Linked DNA regions of Mus musculus: all the other regions are linked to region 1. A link is a contact called in public HiChIP or PLAC-seq and promoter capture Hi-C data. All regions are on one chromosome and are shown on one strand. Each heading gives the region's core, a stretch centred on a gene start, on an enhancer-like site or on the middle of the called end of the contact. The rest is flanking DNA. Distances are from core to core; before and after follow the strand shown. Region 1 overlaps Kalrn (kalirin, RhoGEF kinase). Region 2 overlaps Kalrn (kalirin, RhoGEF kinase). Region 3 holds the start of Muc13 (mucin 13, epithelial transmembrane). Region 4 holds the start of Itgb5 (integrin beta 5).

What was found. Promoter capture Hi-C pulls out the DNA fragments that hold promoters and counts their contacts. HiChIP or PLAC-seq counts read pairs in DNA pulled down with a chosen protein or histone mark.
Region 2: an H3K27ac HiChIP or PLAC-seq map of embryonic stem cells shows a contact between it and region 1, with 5 read pairs. The contact joins two enhancer-like sites. A contact is called at or near these places in 9 of 484 Hi-C or Micro-C datasets (the HL-1 cell line, the N1E-115 cell line, Sertoli cells and 4 more), 1 of 115 datasets of contacts at active chromatin or transcription factors (embryonic stem cells) and 1 of 9 other capture datasets (liver).
Region 3: a promoter capture Hi-C map of trophoblast stem cells shows a contact between it and region 1, with 3 times the contacts expected there. The contact joins the promoter of Muc13 here to the enhancer-like site in region 1. A contact is called at or near these places in 25 of 39 promoter capture datasets (the 3T3-L1 cell line, 3T3-L1-derived adipocytes, the C10 cell line and 16 more), 4 of 484 Hi-C or Micro-C datasets (the BV-2 cell line, bone marrow-derived macrophages, embryonic fibroblasts and 1 more), 6 of 115 datasets of contacts at active chromatin or transcription factors (acute myeloid leukemia, a beta-TC-6 cell line, bone marrow-derived dendritic cells and 3 more) and 5 of 9 other capture datasets (adipose tissue, embryonic stem cells, liver and 2 more).
Region 4: a contact with region 1 is called in an H3K27ac HiChIP or PLAC-seq map of embryonic stem cells, with 11 read pairs. The contact joins the promoter of Itgb5 here to the enhancer-like site in region 1. A contact is called at or near these places in 4 of 39 promoter capture datasets (hematopoietic stem and progenitor cells, hippocampal neurons, neutrophils and 1 more), 10 of 15 datasets of contacts at CTCF or cohesin (CD8 T cells, the G1E-ER4 cell line, the NIH/3T3 cell line and 4 more), 115 of 484 Hi-C or Micro-C datasets (the AtT-20 cell line, B cells, B-cell progenitors and 68 more), 33 of 115 datasets of contacts at active chromatin or transcription factors (Th17 cells, astrocytes, bone marrow-derived dendritic cells and 20 more) and 4 of 9 other capture datasets (adipose tissue, embryonic stem cells, liver and 1 more).

What each region holds. Positions count from the first base shown.
Region 1 is chr16:33,978,278-33,982,232 of GRCm38.p6, forward strand. The region is part of intron 58 of Kalrn (kalirin, RhoGEF kinase); the gene reads right to left. Among named protein-coding and RNA genes, the nearest start is that of Umps, 13 kb to the left of the region's middle. Within about 2 kb of position 1,889, at least 28 of the 459 cell types and tissues checked have an H3K27ac peak or open chromatin away from gene starts, as enhancers often do. A contact at or near this core is called in the SN4741 cell line, embryonic stem cells, pancreatic cancer cells and 2 more, where this site is marked.
Region 2 is chr16:34,174,172-34,178,126 of GRCm38.p6, forward strand. Kalrn (kalirin, RhoGEF kinase) reads right to left here. Exons shown (of 60, transcript NM_177357.3): 30 at 2,096-2,286; 31 at 1,558-1,659; 32 at 214-356. Among named protein-coding and RNA genes, the nearest start is that of Gm41448, 56 kb to the left of the region's middle. Within about 2 kb of position 1,665, at least 5 of the 459 cell types and tissues checked have an H3K27ac peak or open chromatin away from gene starts, as enhancers often do. A contact at or near this core is called in embryonic stem cells, where this site is marked.
Region 3 is chr16:33,792,251-33,796,205 of GRCm38.p6, forward strand. Muc13 (mucin 13, epithelial transmembrane) reads left to right here and starts at 2,239. Exons shown (of 12, transcript NM_001382834.1): 1 at 2,239-2,325. The coding sequence starts at 2,277. It overlaps Gm15658 (a long non-coding RNA gene), which reads right to left and starts at 3,889. Exons shown (of 3, transcript XR_003951910.1): 1 at 3,495-3,889; 2 at 2,002-2,396.
Region 4 is chr16:33,827,412-33,831,366 of GRCm38.p6, forward strand. It overlaps Itgb5 (integrin beta 5), which reads left to right and starts at 2,254. Exons shown (of 15, transcript NM_001145884.1): 1 at 2,254-2,619. The coding sequence starts at 2,550.

The DNA.
Region 1 (3,955 bases), core at 639-3,138:
CAAAATAAGACCTACTTCTTTGGCAGGCTTGTGAGAGCCAGGTGAGGCAATGAAGATTTGAGGCATGGTCAAATATGTTTGAATACTTGTCCCCAGCTGCTGGAACTGTTTGGGAAGAATTAGGAGGTGTGGCCTTGCTGGAGAAGGTGTGGCACTAGAGCAGGCTTTGAAGGTTTCAAAAGCCCATACCATTCTCAGTCACTTTCCTGCCTTGTGCTGTGTGGGTCAAGATGTAAGCTCTCAACTACAGCTCTAGAACCAAGAGCTGCCTGCTGCCATGCTCCTCACCATGATGGTCATGGACTCACCCTTTGAAACTTTAAGCCCTTAATAAACTCTCTTCTATATGTGGCCTTGACCATGGTGTCTCATCACAGAAAGAAAGAAGTAACACACGGTGCTGAATAAACAGTAGCTATTTCTAGGCTTCCTATGCCCTTTTGTAACAAGTGATCAAACCTTTAATGTGAAGTGGGTCATTTGAGATACGTCTCAGGAAATGCCCATGTCAAGGAGTGTGATCCAGTACAGGAATAACTTCCAACCATAGCTGAAACCTGCATAGCTGACTTCATTTTCTCCCCTAATTTGTTCCTTGCTACGGGATCCTTCTATTTTATTGATAAGTGGAAAAGGATGGAGCCCCTGGAAGGCTCCCTACCTCCCTCTGGTCTTCTAGTATGAGGCAAGAGAGGAAAGATCAGAGAGGAGTGGTACTGTGCTCATCACAAGGAACTCTCAGAGATACTTGGAACAAATGAGGGGGACAGTTACAGCAACACTGCTCCAAGCCAGAAAAGATCAGCCACCCCACCTTCCTTAGAGCTGTTCTCTAGCCTGCATCCATCTGAGACTAGGGAATGGGAATCTTGATTTTCTGGTCCAGGAGGGTTGCACCAGTTATCCCTATTGACCACTACAGGCAGAGCAAGATTGAGCACGTGATTCTAGTCAGGCCTTGCTTCCCACACGTCTTCCCTGAAGATCACATCCAACAAAGAACAGTTCTATGTTCTCACAGCCCTGAGTAATACATGGTCTCTAGTATTTCCACGCCATATTTAAAGCATTATTTATCTCTTGGTTCTAACTGTTGGACTTGTGGCCCCTAAGGATAAGAGCTGTACCTTTCTTTCTGTGCCTGGTCCTACAGCAAACTTATATGTCAGGGCAGATTGTGAGGAGAAAGGGAGGGGATGCCAACCCAGTGTGGTCTTGGTGAGGACAGAGTGACATGGTTCCTGAGCCTTGGACAGGATCCTGGTGTGAGCCTCCATGAGTGTCAATGGCTGCTGTGGGTGTAAGGCTTGTTTGTGTAATAATGTACTAGCAGTTGAAGACTCTTTCCTTCCAAGGAATATCCTCCCTGATAATATTAATGACTTCATGATAATTAAAAACAGCACATCCAGAAATTGAGGGTGTGGCTAAGTCTCAGCAAAATGGTAAACACTGGGACCTTCAGGACAGGCCTTAAGGCTATGGGAAAGAGCTCTAAGTACATGAAATCAAATATATATAATTTCTCAACTATGTAAAAATGTAACTATGCAATATGAATTATAAGGGGTTCACAATCTAAGGGAGCGTGGGCAGCTGCATTAATGAGCCAGTTTGTCAGAAAGAGTCAAAGGCAGGCAGATTCCTGAGTCCAAGGTCATTCTGGGACACGGAAAGTCCAGGCCCTAGTGTGGTAGAATTGGTCATTTCAGGGAGGGGTCCCACCCAACTACTTTCTCATCTGTGCTTAACAAAGGCAGGCAGGTCTCTGAATTCTTTTGCAATGTTAAGGAAAATGTATGCTTGCTGTCTCCTAGGAAACAAAGGTCTGGGGTCACTGGAATGCTGACTCATAGGATAATCAAAAGGAAACCTAAAGTAAATGCCTGAATTGATCTGTAAACAAAAAGACAGGCCTTTGGTCCTCTTGGTCTGTATGAGATGAGGTAGGCAGAGTGTGACAGAAGTGCTTTAGAATTTTCTCTCTCAAGGGCTGAGCTGTCCGAAATCTCTGGAGAGCAAAAACAGCTCTTCAACAATTTTTTTTCTAACAGGATTTCTGACTTGGATGAAAGATCCAATAATTTTTTTTATAGCAGCTTTTCTGACTTTGGTTAGAAAATTTATGAACTATCTCGGTTTCTTGTAGAATTTCTACTAGCAGAGAGAGCTGTCTCAACCAGAAAAATTTTTTAAAAAAGGAAGACAATGCTGAAAACACACACACACACACACACACACACACACACACACGCAAACACACACACACACACACACACACACGCACACACACACGCACACACACGCACACACATACACACACGCACACACACACATACACACACACACACACACACACACACAGCAATCTGAAAAGCCATTTCAACAGAACCTAGGTGGCCAGCTTGGACCCACAATTTGACTTCTGTAGGGGAGGTTCTGATGCTAAGGTCCTGTTCACCAACTGGTTCTTGATCTGTCAATAAAGAATGCCATGAGACAATTGCTGGTCAGAAGATACATGTGGGACTTCTAGGTTCTGGGAGGCAAGCAGGATGATGCAAGGAAGGAGAGAGGGAGTTCGCCATGCTTTGGAGAGAGAAGAACCAGGCAACCATGATGTGAGGTCTGAGGAGGAGTCATGGGCTGTTGCCACTCCTATAGGTGGATGGTTAGAGATGTTTATCAGGGACTAGATGCAACTGACCAACTAAAGATAGGGTAGTGGGAAGTTTTGAGCTAAGGGCATGTTTTTCCAGGTAAGAAATAGTAGCACCCAGCAATTGTGCCAAGAAGGCAAGCTGAAAATGAACAACTCTGTGTGTGTGTGTGTGTGTGTGTGTGTATCTTCTATCCTTTGATTCAAAGAAAGCTGGGAGGGGATTGGTAGCACAGCCTGTTCCCAGAGCTTAGGCAGGATAGCAAAAAGCTACACACAACACACTTTAAGTTGTTTGTTTTCACAGCTCCCAGACACCCCTTCTCTCAGAACTCCTCTTCCAAACTGAGACTGGTCCTTTGCGGAGGGTGGGATGAGGGATGTGAAGAGGTAAGGTGAGTGGGAAGGACTGGGAGGAGAGGAGGGAGAAGGAGTTTTGATTGGGATGTAAAGTAAATAAGCAAATTAATTAATGAAAAAAGCTGTATCTTTCTATGTTTGATATCTAGATAATCTGACATTCCAGAGATGTCTTGGATAGAAAATTCTAGGTAGTAGTTTGGGGGTGCTATGGCTATAGATTGATAGATAAACTTCTCTCATTCCAACTCCACTCTTGTCAATCAGTCAACCACCAGGAAAGTCTTCTTAAATGAGTCAAGCCTGAGAGTACATAATAGGAAGAAAATGAAAATAAGTGTAAGAAATACAGATTATAGCTAGGGAAGAGAAATACGTTCTGGTGATCTAGTTTATAATATGGTGACTGTTGGTATCAGGACCTCTGAAACCTGTGACATCACATAGGCAACAGTGCAATCTACACACCTGTTGCCAAGACAATGGCCACCATATTCCCAGAATCCATTGGGCTCACCTCCCACCTTTACCTGTGACCACGTTACCATCCATATATATAAGAGGAACAACCCCCCCTGTCTTTCTCTCTTCCCTCTTCTCTTTTCACCACCACCTTCCTTGCCCCTCTCTCTCCCAATAAACTTCTTACACATGGAACTGCTTTGGCCTGGTATGCTGTGTTCAGATATTCTAACACATCAGAGACCAGAGTTAACAATATGAACTGTTAATATATTTCAAATAGCTTGAGAAGAGGAATTTAAAAAAAAATGTTTTCCTTACAAAGAAACAACCTACGCAAATATCCAGGTTTGATGATTACACAGTTTATCCATGCAATGAAACACTGTAACCATAAATATAAAACATGAAATAAAGCTTAGAAAAGCTAGGAAAAGTGGATGAGAAGACATGGTTTCAAGATCCACTGTATGG
Region 2 (3,955 bases), core at 415-2,914, 200 kb after region 1:
TATACCTCCTCTCATATTCTGGTAGCACACTCAGGCAGAGAGTGCATCGATGGACAGTAACTGAGAAGCTTAAAGATGGTGGATTTAGCCACAGGCAGAACTGATGGGTCTTCCTAGATGGAGGACAGCACCATTCCCACTAGAGATGAAGGGTGACCCCATCCTCCCTCCCTCGGGACATGACATAGCATGTTGGGGACGGGTGTTGGTTACCTCTTACTATTGTTCCTCAGTTTGGCTGGTGTTTTGGGGAGCTGAATTGGCTCCTTTAAAGCGCCTTTAAGATGAATGATCCTCTCCTGAATCACTTCTCGAATGTTCTTGATCCATTCCTGCTTGGTTTCGATGTTGGAAGCCTGGGGTACCACAGGAAGAAACATTGAGAACCCCAGCTCTGGTTGCCCACAAAACCATGTTCAGCTCTCCCCCTACAGGTCTCACTGTTATTCCAAAGACACCAAATCTTTAGGGGAGCTTCTTTGGCATTTTATCCTTTGACTCTTTAACCTCAGAGATGTTCAAGACTCAGTGGAGATTCTATGGAGCACTTGTAAAAATATTTCATAATTCATTAGGCAGTGACCAATCTGTAGTTGGCTCTGGAGTTGGAACAGAATCTGTTGCTCTCTGTTGGGCCTGGATTACCACTTGAATTGTGGATCCTATGAGGCCCCGGAGGCACTTGGAACTGTGACATCTGAAAGCAGTGGCTATTTACCAGCAGGGTAATGGGTATGTCAGGATATTTAATAGCTGTCACACTCACATAGCCTACACAGGCGACCGTCAGTATTGGGGTTTCAGGCTGCTAAATGTGCTTATTAGAAGCACTGCTCTCATGCCTACACTACTCCATTGCCTTCCGGGGTCCCTTTTCAGGTAATTCTTCATGACAGGGAGCAGCCATTCTGCAAATTAAGGGTGGATCTGTAAAGCTTTTGCCTGAGATAGGCCATCTGCTCCTTGGCGATGGACATTTCCTTGACTAGCAAGTGATCAATGGAAGCTCTATTTGCACTAACTCCAATTAGTCAGGTAGTGCCACCAGGAACCAGGGACTCAAAACCAGCCTGAACCCGGAGAGCTGAGCTCTGTGGACCCCTCAGGCTGCTGTGATTTATGGGAGCTTCCAGAATCCACTTCCAGAGAATAAGGACTGGATCTTAAGTATGGTTCTTTTCATGGCACGAAGCAGAGCACCTTGTACACAGAGGATGTTTAGGGCAAACTGCTGAGCAAACACAGGCAACTCAAGGTGTCTTTGTTAAAAGCTTGGTTGTTCTTGCCCCTGGAAAGAGACATGTGGACAGAACCCAGTTGACTAGACCTTGTTAGGTCAATGAGTTATCCCCTGGCCTCTATGAACTCAAGGAGAATATCTGCCTTCAAGATTCTGGGCCTACCTTTATGGTCAACGTTGACTCTCAATACCTGTGTAAGAGAGGCCTGGTGGCTCACTGGTCTCTAGACCCTGTTTTTTGGTGTCTTATGCCTGCTTCCTTTACCCTACCTAATTACCCCAACCATGGTTTTGTGATAGAAGAGAGCAGTACTTACTTTGAGCACTGTTTTATTGTCTGAGGATGGGGTGCGCCCAGACCACAAGGCGAATTTGCAGGGGTCACCTTCTACATGCTCGGTCACACCCAGCTCTGAGGTCTGTAGACAGGAAATGCCTGTGAGAGGCGGGGAAGGGGAGGGCAGTGGGGGAAACTTAGGGCTGGGATAGGAAGGGGAAGGCAACAAAGAGGAGGGGGCCAAGGGAGGGGCTTCTGTCAATCAGGCTTCAATAGACTAGGTAATTGTTCATATACCCAGGATGAGAGGACCTGCTGGCATTTGCCTGATTAGCAGGTATCAGGAGGGATGGTGAAGAGAAAGGTGCTAAAAGCAGACAAAAAGACCTTTGAACTCTAAGATGAAGAAGCGGAGGATGTTGGAGGGAACTTTCCAAGTAGGAGGCCTGAGCCTTTGTCCGGGAGGGCTTTGGAGTAGAGAAGTAGGGAAGAGGTGAGCTGTATGTGTCTGCAGCCCTTCCTGCCCATGGGTTCTACCAAAGCAGGGAATCTTGTCTTGTCCCACCTGCCCCACCTACCAGTAGCTTGTTCTTGTAAACATATTTCGTGTGTCCTGAAGAGTCTTTGATCTCTTTGCTAAACACCAAGGAGATCTCAAAGAGGAACAGATGGCGCTCCCGCCCCTTCCGGATCAGCGACTTTGGGTCCCACACTTGAAAGGCATCCTGGAGAATCAACTCCCCCTGTACATCCAAGTTTTCATCGAACCCTGAAAAACACCCATGTGCCCTGTGGAGTTTCTCCAATACTACACTCAGGGGAGGCTGTGTCATTTTCCCCCCTGGAGAATGGATTTTCTAGTTGGCTATTAGCTTGCATAGAGCTCTAATCTAGCACATCTGCCTGTACAGCCATACTTAGGCATTCCCCATTGCCTATTCCCTGCACTGTGTCTTCTATACATGTGTGATATGAGTCAGGGTTTCTGAAAGGTTCCACAGGATGCTCCCTTCCCTCTCGATGTGAGAGGAGCCGGGAGGCCACCCAAATGGGCAGTCCCCAGAGCTCCTTCCTCCACGGCTCTGAGTGGGGCATAAGTGGAGCACTGTCTGGTGGAATATGCTTGGTTCTGCTGTATTTGTCATTGCCTCATTTCTTATATTCCATCCTTAGGATTATTTATTGCTCCTAAACAGTGTTGGGCATAAACTCTCAACATTTTCTATTTATATACTACGTTGAATCTTTCGGAACGTTCCCACGCCTTACTTGCCCAGCAATCACCCGGAAGGCTTGGGAAAACCTGGATTCTGAACACCCATCTCCATCCAAGGGAGTTGATTCAGGGTGTTAGGCAAGTCCACAAATTCCACTCCCAACCAGCTCTATTGCACAGATCCAAAGACCACACTGGAGTGGCTGGATTGAGACTAAGGGACAGTTTGGACCAGTGGGGTTCTTCTAAAGGAGGACACCCAGCACTGGGGAAATTGGTGTACACAAGAATGAAGGGGGTGGAGAAACTGTGACAACAGGAGCCCTTTCAGATGACTAGTGCTTGGTCTAGAGATGATGACATTGGCTCCACCACCATAAGGCCTGGACATTCTTGTAGTCTCTTCGAGGATGGCAGTGGCAAAGGAGGTACTGTGGGATGATACCAGAAGAGAAAGAGCAGCCACATACTTGCTTAGCACCTCCTTGTCAGACTGGAATGGAACTTCCTTACCCAGCTATCAAACTTCACCCCAGCCTTACTTCTCTAAGCATCTGTTTGACAACATCAAGGCTGTGTCACACCAGCCTTACTTCACACTGCACTTGTTCTAGATGCCAAGAACGCAGTTCTTACTGACTGAAATCCTGTCAGGGTCGCATGGCTGGGCTTTCCTAGGCTCCCACGAAGGACAAAAGACTAGATGCACAAGAATGCCAATATATTGGATGCCACCTAACTATTAAATTAAAACCATAAAAAATCATATTATCTATTCTTTCCTATGTAAAGAAGCTGGGCCTGTTGGTGCACCCCTATAATTTTAGGTGTTTGGCAGGCTGAGAAAGGATCACTGTTTCAAAGTGAGTCTGGGCAGTGTAGTGAGACTTGGAGCAAAAGAGCTGTGGACAAGGCTTGGTTTCAAATTCAGTACTGAAAAAAGGTGTGTGTGTGTGTGTGTGTGTGTGTGTGTACATCATGCACGTGTGCGAGCACGAGCACACTTGTAAGGTTGTTATCACACTAAATTCACTGGTGTTATACTGTGTGTAACTAGCATTTCCTGCTATTATGTGAAGGAAATACCCATGCTATGCATATGAGAGGGGCTCTGGTTTATAGTTTATACTTTATAGTAGAAATCATAGCCTGCGCTGGATTATCTCATGGACAGCACGGAGTCCACACAGCTAAATGGCACCAGAGGCAGGTTAGCTATGCT
Region 3 (3,955 bases), core at 989-3,488, 190 kb before region 1:
AATTTTCAACATCCTTTGTCATCAGGAGATGTAAACTAAAACTAGATTGAGAAACTACTACCTAATGGTGTGCCTCTGTGCCCAAGCCAGTGTGGCTCCAGAAGTCCTAGACAGTGCTGGCAGAGAGGGTTAGGGGTTCTGGGGTGGCCCACCTTTGTGGCCAAGCCGGCCAGTCCTTAGTAGCCCTGGTAAGCTCCAGGATCACCCACACTGGGGTTAAACCCACACCACTGTGTCCATCTTTTAACATGGATGCCGGGGTCTTGACCGGGTGCTGACTACACTCACACCCCTCTCCCAGCCTCTTTATCATAGTCCTCTTATTTTTTAATATTAATTTTTATTATCTTTAAGACTGTGTGTACATGCCTGCCAGAGGTGTGGATTCCCCTGGAACCTGAGTTACAGGATCAGTTGGGAGCCACCTGGCCGGCGCGTTGAAAGCAGAACACCTGTCATCTGCAAAACCAGGAAGTACTTTTAACCTCTAAGCCGTGTCTTCAGCCCCCTATCGTAGTCTTGAGTGGAGACCCTGGGGACAATAGGAGCTTCTGAGCATTAATATGATTTTTAGATTGAGAACAGAGTTAAGGGTCAGGTTAAAGGACGTGGGGATGGTTGGTGTATCTTCCTCTGGGTGGGGCTGGATCTCAGGAAAGGACTGGATTAAGCAAGCCTTATCAGGTGACAGAGCTGGCTCCTGAGATGGTGGGAGCTCTAGGGTGGGAGAACAAAGGGTTGAGGCAGTGATGCGTGAGCACACATTGAACCCCCAGGTGACAGGGGATAATGACTAAAGGACCCTTTGTGCCAACTCCCATTGAGGAGGACTTCACTCTATTCCCCTAAGTTTTCAGACAGACAGCTCTTCTGAGATCAGTGTCCTGCTTCGGTGACTGACAAGCCCCTCTGGAGAAAGTCTTAGGAGAAGGGGCGCTGGTATGCCTTGTTTCTTCTCTAGAAAGCCCTGTCTCTACCCAGGGCCGTGGACAGAAGGCAGAGCTGAGCGCAGAATGATCGACCAGTAACAATGGGCCTGCTTTGCCAGGAGGAAGCAGCCTTCCTTCTCTTTGTGGGCCTCAACAAAGCTGTCACCCCCACCTCCCTTCTTCCCTTCCCTTTTTTTTAATAGAGAGGAAGGAATGCTTTTAAAAAGTGACTATGATGCCATTCACATGGTGATTGTTCTGTTGCTGTTTGTTTGATTTTATTGTTTTGTTTTGTTTTTTAAAGACAGTCTTAACTAGGCAACCCTGGCCGGCCTGGAACTCTCTCTGTAGAGTAGGCTGGCCTTGAACTCACAGAGATCTGTCTGTCTCTTCTGCTTCCCAAGTTTTCTCTTTGCTTGTGGAATTTCAAATTGGCCTCTGTTAAAATTGGACCCACGACAGACGGTGGGCCAAGGTGGTTATGGGAAAGGGAGCCTACCGTCAATAACCTTCAAGCCTGCTTCTAATAGGAGCATGACAACTGGGGTCTATGTCCAGTTAAAGTGATATGTGAGATGGAGGGAAGCTTGGAAACGTTAGCTCTAGAAGTTTCTAGAAGTGACCATTAGGAAAAGCCCAGTGTGGGAGTCCACAGCAAAAGATGACACAAGTCAAGTCATAAATAGTTGGAGAAAACATGAAAGGACTTTTCAGGTATTCTTGGAACAGCAGGTAGAGAAAATAGAATTCTTTGCAGTCAAATGGTGGGGAGTTGGGGAGGGGAGGGCCCAGAAGATGACTCAGAGTTAAAGGCATCTGCCACTAAGCCTGATGACCTGAATTCCATCCCATGATCCCACATGGTGAAGGGTCAAGAATCAACCCTTCCCACCATCCTCTGGCAGCTACATGAGCACTGTGGTGTGCACACACAAAATAAGAAGGGGTCAGAGGTAAGGCAATCATCGTTCTCGGCTAGATTACTGAGTGTTTAGAGAGACAGTAGTAGGCTCTGGGGAGGCGATAGGTCTACCATTCCCAAGATATAGAGAGATTAGCTGAATACACTCACCTTTGACCTTGCAAGGATTTCTAAAGAGAACTCAGACTTCTACAGTTGTCCTGGACTTTGAGTCAAGGATATCAACCTGAAGCTGGGCTCAAGTGACCTGACTCTGAGGTTGGAAGCAGCCCATGCTGTACGACCAGAGACCAGATCCTGACCACGAATTGCCTTTGCCTCTATCAGTTAATGAGTGGACTTCGGACTTGAAAGACAGTTAAAACTCCAGGCAGCGAAGGAGAGGACACATTTCCTCCTTGGATTATCAAGCAAGAGCAGCTACCATGAAAGGCTTCCTGCTTCTCTCTCTCAGTCTCCTTTTGGTGACCGTGGGTAAGAAACTCCTTTTTTGTTATTTTGTGGTTGCTTCTGTAACTTGATAAGTTGAATTGGTATCGTAGTCTCTGAAACAGAAACAGCAGGCTTGATCCTACAACTTTTTAAAGTGGCTGCTAGTCTTGACTTGGGGCCATTTCTTGACTAGCTCAGCTCGGAGATGCTGACATTTTCATCTGTGACCCCCAAGACAGCAGAGGCAAAAGAAGTCTATGGCTGACATTGGGACACAGCAGGGCAGAGGTTTGTCTGAAGTTGGATAAAGATGACTCAGTCGTGCAAGGATGAGGTTAGCAAGCTGGATCTAGATCTGTTCCTGTGATCATCAGAGAGTCAGACCTGGAGGGGTCGGGGATATGTCTGTTTTCACCAACACTTGAAACTGGGGATCTCTGGCCAAAAAGAGCAATCCCAGTGGGGGTTAGAGCCCCTACAGGTGTTCTTCTTCTGGACTAGGGAGAGTTTATCTGGGTTTGAGTAGGTAAGGAATTTGTCCCCCACCCCACCCCATTCTGAGAGAAATCCAGATCTAGACGTCAAATGCAAGAAAGGAATAAGGCATTGGAGGCAGTGGAAGGGGGAAGAGAAATTGAGTTCAATGTAAAGGACCACTTGACTTGCTTTGTTTGGGGGATGGAATCTCGTGCTACCAAGGTTAAACTGAACTCTCCATACAGTAGATGAACTTCTGATCCAACTGCCTTGGAGTGCTGGGTTATAGGTATGAGCCAACATACATGGCAAGATAGGAGCTTTTGAAACCTCTTACTACATTTAATTACCATACATGTGGAGGACATCGGACAACTCCCAGAAAGTGGTTTCTCTCCTCCCACCCCCTGAGTGAGATTGAACACAGCCGGCCAGCCTTGGCAGCAGGCTTCTTTTCTTTCTTTCTTTTTTTTCTTCTTAATTTTTTTATTATTTAAATGCATTTTATACATCAAACACATTAATAATATTGAGTATTTTGAGAATCAAATAACATTAAAAATGTGTTCAACTTTTATATTCATATCCTTTCATACCCTAAAAATATCATTAATGGATATTTAATACTATCCATAAGCAAACTTCTTTCTTTATTCCCTGGACCAATATTTTTTTTTTGATCTGCTTTTAAGATTGGGGGAGAAGAGCTGTCCTAAGAGGAGGGTAGGCCTCACCAGATCTCCTCTGCCAAGCCTGGGTGCTGTGGCCAAGTCTTCAGGTCCCAATTAGAACTGATAAGATCTACGTGATTTTCTGGAGTCACCATGAAGAAGAAATGCCTTCTGTAAGACATAAGGGTACTGAGAAGGGAATCCTTTGCTGGGAAGGCTTGGGGAAATGGCTAGAGGTTAGAGAATTCGTAGTCATGGATCTCAAGGTACCTTAGAGGTGTAGAAAGGAGACTTGGGCCAGAGAATTCCCCCAGCAGGGTACAGGAGCAGGCTCCACACTTCAGAGCTTGGTAGGCAGGGATCCAAATACAGTGTAGTCGGTTACTAGCTGTGGTTTCTCCTTCCGTAATAACAGAGGAGACAGCCCACAGCAGGAAGCTTAGGCTCACAGCACTGTATCTGCCATCGGATCCAATATTTAAACATTTGTGTTTGCTCTTGCTTGCGTATGTTCCATGTCGGTC
Region 4 (3,955 bases), core at 1,004-3,503, 150 kb before region 1:
ATTTGTTCCCTTGGGTCTATTTCATGTCACACAGGGTGTTTTTAATTTTGTAGTAAGTGTCAGAATTCCATTCCTTTGTTTTGTTTTCTCCTGATTTTGAGACAGGTTCTCTCTGCATAGCTCTGGTTGTCTTGGAATTCATTATGTATACCCCCTAGCCTCAAATTTATAGATCTGCTCCCTAGCGCTGGGATTAAAGGTGTGCCCTCGTACCCAGGTCCGTTTCATTTTAAGATCAAATAGATCATCACGTGTAACTGACACTTTTTATCTGTGAGCACTTAGATGAAGGACTCTTGGGAGGGGGACACAAACCACAAAGCAGAAATTCTGAATTAGAAAAGGCATCAACAAACCAGCTTTAATGCAGCTTAGATTGCTCAGGACTGCTTACAGCAGGTCTGGGCAGGCTGGGGACCCAGAGAACCACCAGATAAGACAGAAGGGGTCTGGTAAGAATTAGGGCAAGTTGGATCACAGCACTTTCCAGGTGCAATTTAGATAAATGGTGGTCCGTGCCAGATGTGGGACAAAGTAGGATATTTCAGCCGCTACAAAGTGCTCATTTTGAGTGCAGAGAAGATGGGATACTATGGGCCCTGAACTCAAAGAATGCATGGCATAGGAAAGCCACCATTGTACTTAAAGCAGTATTTCACCTTCTAGCTCATCCTACACTTTCCTGCCAGACCAAGCAACACTCCAGTTCAAACTCTTTGATCAGCTCCCATAATGTAGTAGCCACCTCTAAGCTGGGATAAGCATAGCCCCAAGGCTATTGCCCTAAGGGCCAGGTAATTCCAAGATCTACCTGGGCTGTTTCTGCAGCATGAATTCTTTTTTTTTTTTTTTTTTCTTTTGGTTTTTTGAGGCAGGGTTTCTCTGTATAGATAGCCCTGACTGTCCTAGAACTCACTTTGTAGACCAGGCTGGCCTCGAACTCAGAAATCTGCCTGCCTTTACCTCCCGAGTGCGCCACCACGCTTGGCATGCAGCATGAATTCTACTGGATAATGGTTAGCAGCAAACATGATTTTTTTTCGAGACAGGGTTTCTCTGTGTAGCCCTAGCTGTCCTGGAACTCACTCTGTAGACCAGGCCGGCCTCGAACTCAGAAATCTGCCTGCCTCTGCCTCCTGAGTGCTGGGATTAAAGGCGTGCACCACCACACCCGGCCAAATATGACTTTTAAGTCATAACAAAGCAATGTAGGACAGAGTACGAATTTGCATATGGTCCAAGGATGAACTTTGAAGTTTGCTCTGGATTGGTTCACTTTTCCCTATGCACACACTACAAACTGGCTCCTGTCAGTGCCACCCAGTTAAGAGTTTGAAAGGTGGACACAACAAAGTTTTTAAGATTCAAACGCCTTAGGTAGGTTTTTGCACCTACACCGCCAAGTCCTGACCTTCTAGCTGCTGCTGCTGCTGCTTCTGCTGCTTCTTCTTCTTCTTCTTCCTCTTCCTCTTCCTCCTCCTCCTTCTTTTTCTTCTTCTTTTATTTATTTATTTTTTCTTTTGGTTTTTTCGAGGCAGGGTTTCTCTGTGTAGCCCTGGCTGTCCTGGAACTCACTCTGTAGACCAGGCTGGCCTCAAACTCAGAAATCTGACTGCCCCTGCCTCCCAAGTGCCGTGTAAAGTCGTGTGCCACCATGCCCAGCTCCAGCTGGTTCTTAATAGGCAAAGGTTAGGCTGCCTTACTTAAATCTGGATTTCAGGGAAAAAGCTAGCAGTCGCTTCCTCCAGTATATTAACCCTTGGTGGCTCAGTTTGCTCACCTAAACAACGGGAGGGATGTTAGCACTTATCACAGTGCCTGCTCACCAGGGTGCCCTCCGCTTCACCTGAACTTCCACGTTCCACGTGTCCTCCCCTGCCCATCCCAAGCGTGGCGTCTGGATTGAATATTCTCGGGCGAGGCCTGGCCTGGCATGCGCTTGTGGCATGACGAAATGGCCTGACAGATCCAAGCCGTAACTGCCCCACGATCCTGAAGTCAAAACTGAGATTGCTTTGGCCCAAGTAATCTCTGCAGGCCTAATGGAGCGCGCCCCGCCCCCTCCCAACTCCAAGACCGGGGAGGGAGACCCTAACTAGAAGTTTCGAACACCCGATCCCCACAAGTGGGTCAGCTGTGACAGCCACCTGGGCAACCCAGGATCTAGGCGTGCTGGCGGGTCCCGGTGCAGGGCGGAGCTGGTCCGGCCCGAGCTCGCCCCGCCCCGTCCCGCCTAGCCGTAAACTGACCGAGTGGCGGCCCGCAGGAGAGGGGGGAGGAGAAAGCAGAGAAGAGTGGGGGCTGGCGGCCGAGGAAAAAGGGAAGGGTCTCCGAGAGTAGACGCGCGGGGGACTCGGCGAGGGTGCGTCCGGAGCAGCGACAACTCCGAGCGTCCCAGCGGGCCAGCGAGGAGGATGGTGGCGGCCGGGCGCGGACCAGCCCGGCCGCGGGCGCCGTGAGCCGGAGCGCAGCGCCCGGCATGCGGCTGCGGTCCCCGGCCTCGGCCCCGCTCCGCCCCCGCCGAGCGCCCCAGCCGAGCGGCGCGCATCATGCCGCGGGTGCCCGCGACCCTCTACGCCTGTCTGCTCGGGCTCTGCGCGCTCGTTCCGCGCCTCGCAGGTAAGCCGCGCCGCCCCGCCGCGCGCTCCTCAACTTTTGCTCGCCCGCGGCCGCTTGCGGGAGCCGAGGGTGCAGTGCACCCCAGGGCGCTCCCAGAAGGGTCGGCGAGGCGCGGGCATCAGATCTGCGTGCGCTGGCGGGTTCCCTCCCGGGCTGAGGAGGAGCCTTCCCTTCCTGTGTAAACAGTGTGCGTCTGGTGGCGGAGCCCGAGGGCGCTGGGGACTTGGGAGGGGAAGCCTCCGGGCCCGGTGCTGGGGCCCTAGCTCTTCGCTCGCCTGCACAAAGCGGCCCTTGTGGCCCGCGGGGAGTGATGTGGGGGCCAAAGTGTGGCGACCGAGTCATCCCGGAGGTCTGTGGATAATGCAACTTTCGAAGTTTGCTCTAAATTGAAAGTTGTCATTACTCTCTGTAAGTCCGAAGTCGCTGCCCCACCTGGTACACCGCCATCTGATACTGTTCGGTACTGTGATTCACAAACACTGTGTCCGGACTGCGGAGGGGCTGCTGGCGCTACCTTAGCCGGATGCACCCTGGCGCTGATGCGGGAGCCCCCAGCTACCTGCGTTCAGTTTTCAGACTTGGGAGTGGCAATTAAGTTTAGGGACCGGACAGTGGTGGCACACGCCTTTAACCCTAGCATGCTACACAATGAGACCCTGTCTTAAAAAAAAAAATCCCTATAGGAAGAATGATAGTTGACGCTCCTACCTCTTCCAAACCTACCCACTCAAAGAGGAGTTTCCGAACTTTCCTCTTCCTGTCGGAAGTAATTGTGTATTGATTAAGAGTGCGCTATTCACTTTCAAGCCCGAGGTACTTGTTTGCCTCTCTGAGCCCAGTGGTTGCCTGGCTGCTTGAGGGGAGAACTCTGTTACCCCTACCCGTCTCATTTACATGAAGGAGGTTGAGGTTTCCATCTGAGAGCAAGGAGGGAGTTGAGGAAACCAAAAAATGTCGCTGAGGCCCCAGTACAAACTTAATAGCGTAGCAAGGCTGCTTTTCTGGGAAAATAAGTAGATCAGTGGGTCCCACCCACCCCTCCCTCAAATCTGGCAACCAGTGTCCACATCTTTCGTGTTCCAAAGAGTCCCCAGGGAAACGCAAAGAGATGTAGCTTGAATCACCATCCTCTGGAATATATCCTTGTCGACTGACCTCACTTCTTTAGGACAGAGTTTTAGTTTGAAGTTATATTCTTTATAACCAAACTAAAACTTTATCTTGTGTGTGTGTGATGGTGTTTTTAACATTTTTGTCAGAATAAACACTCAGCAACCTTACCTTAGTTTCTTTCTTTCTTTCTTTCTTTCTTTCTTTCTTTCTTTCTTTCTTTTTT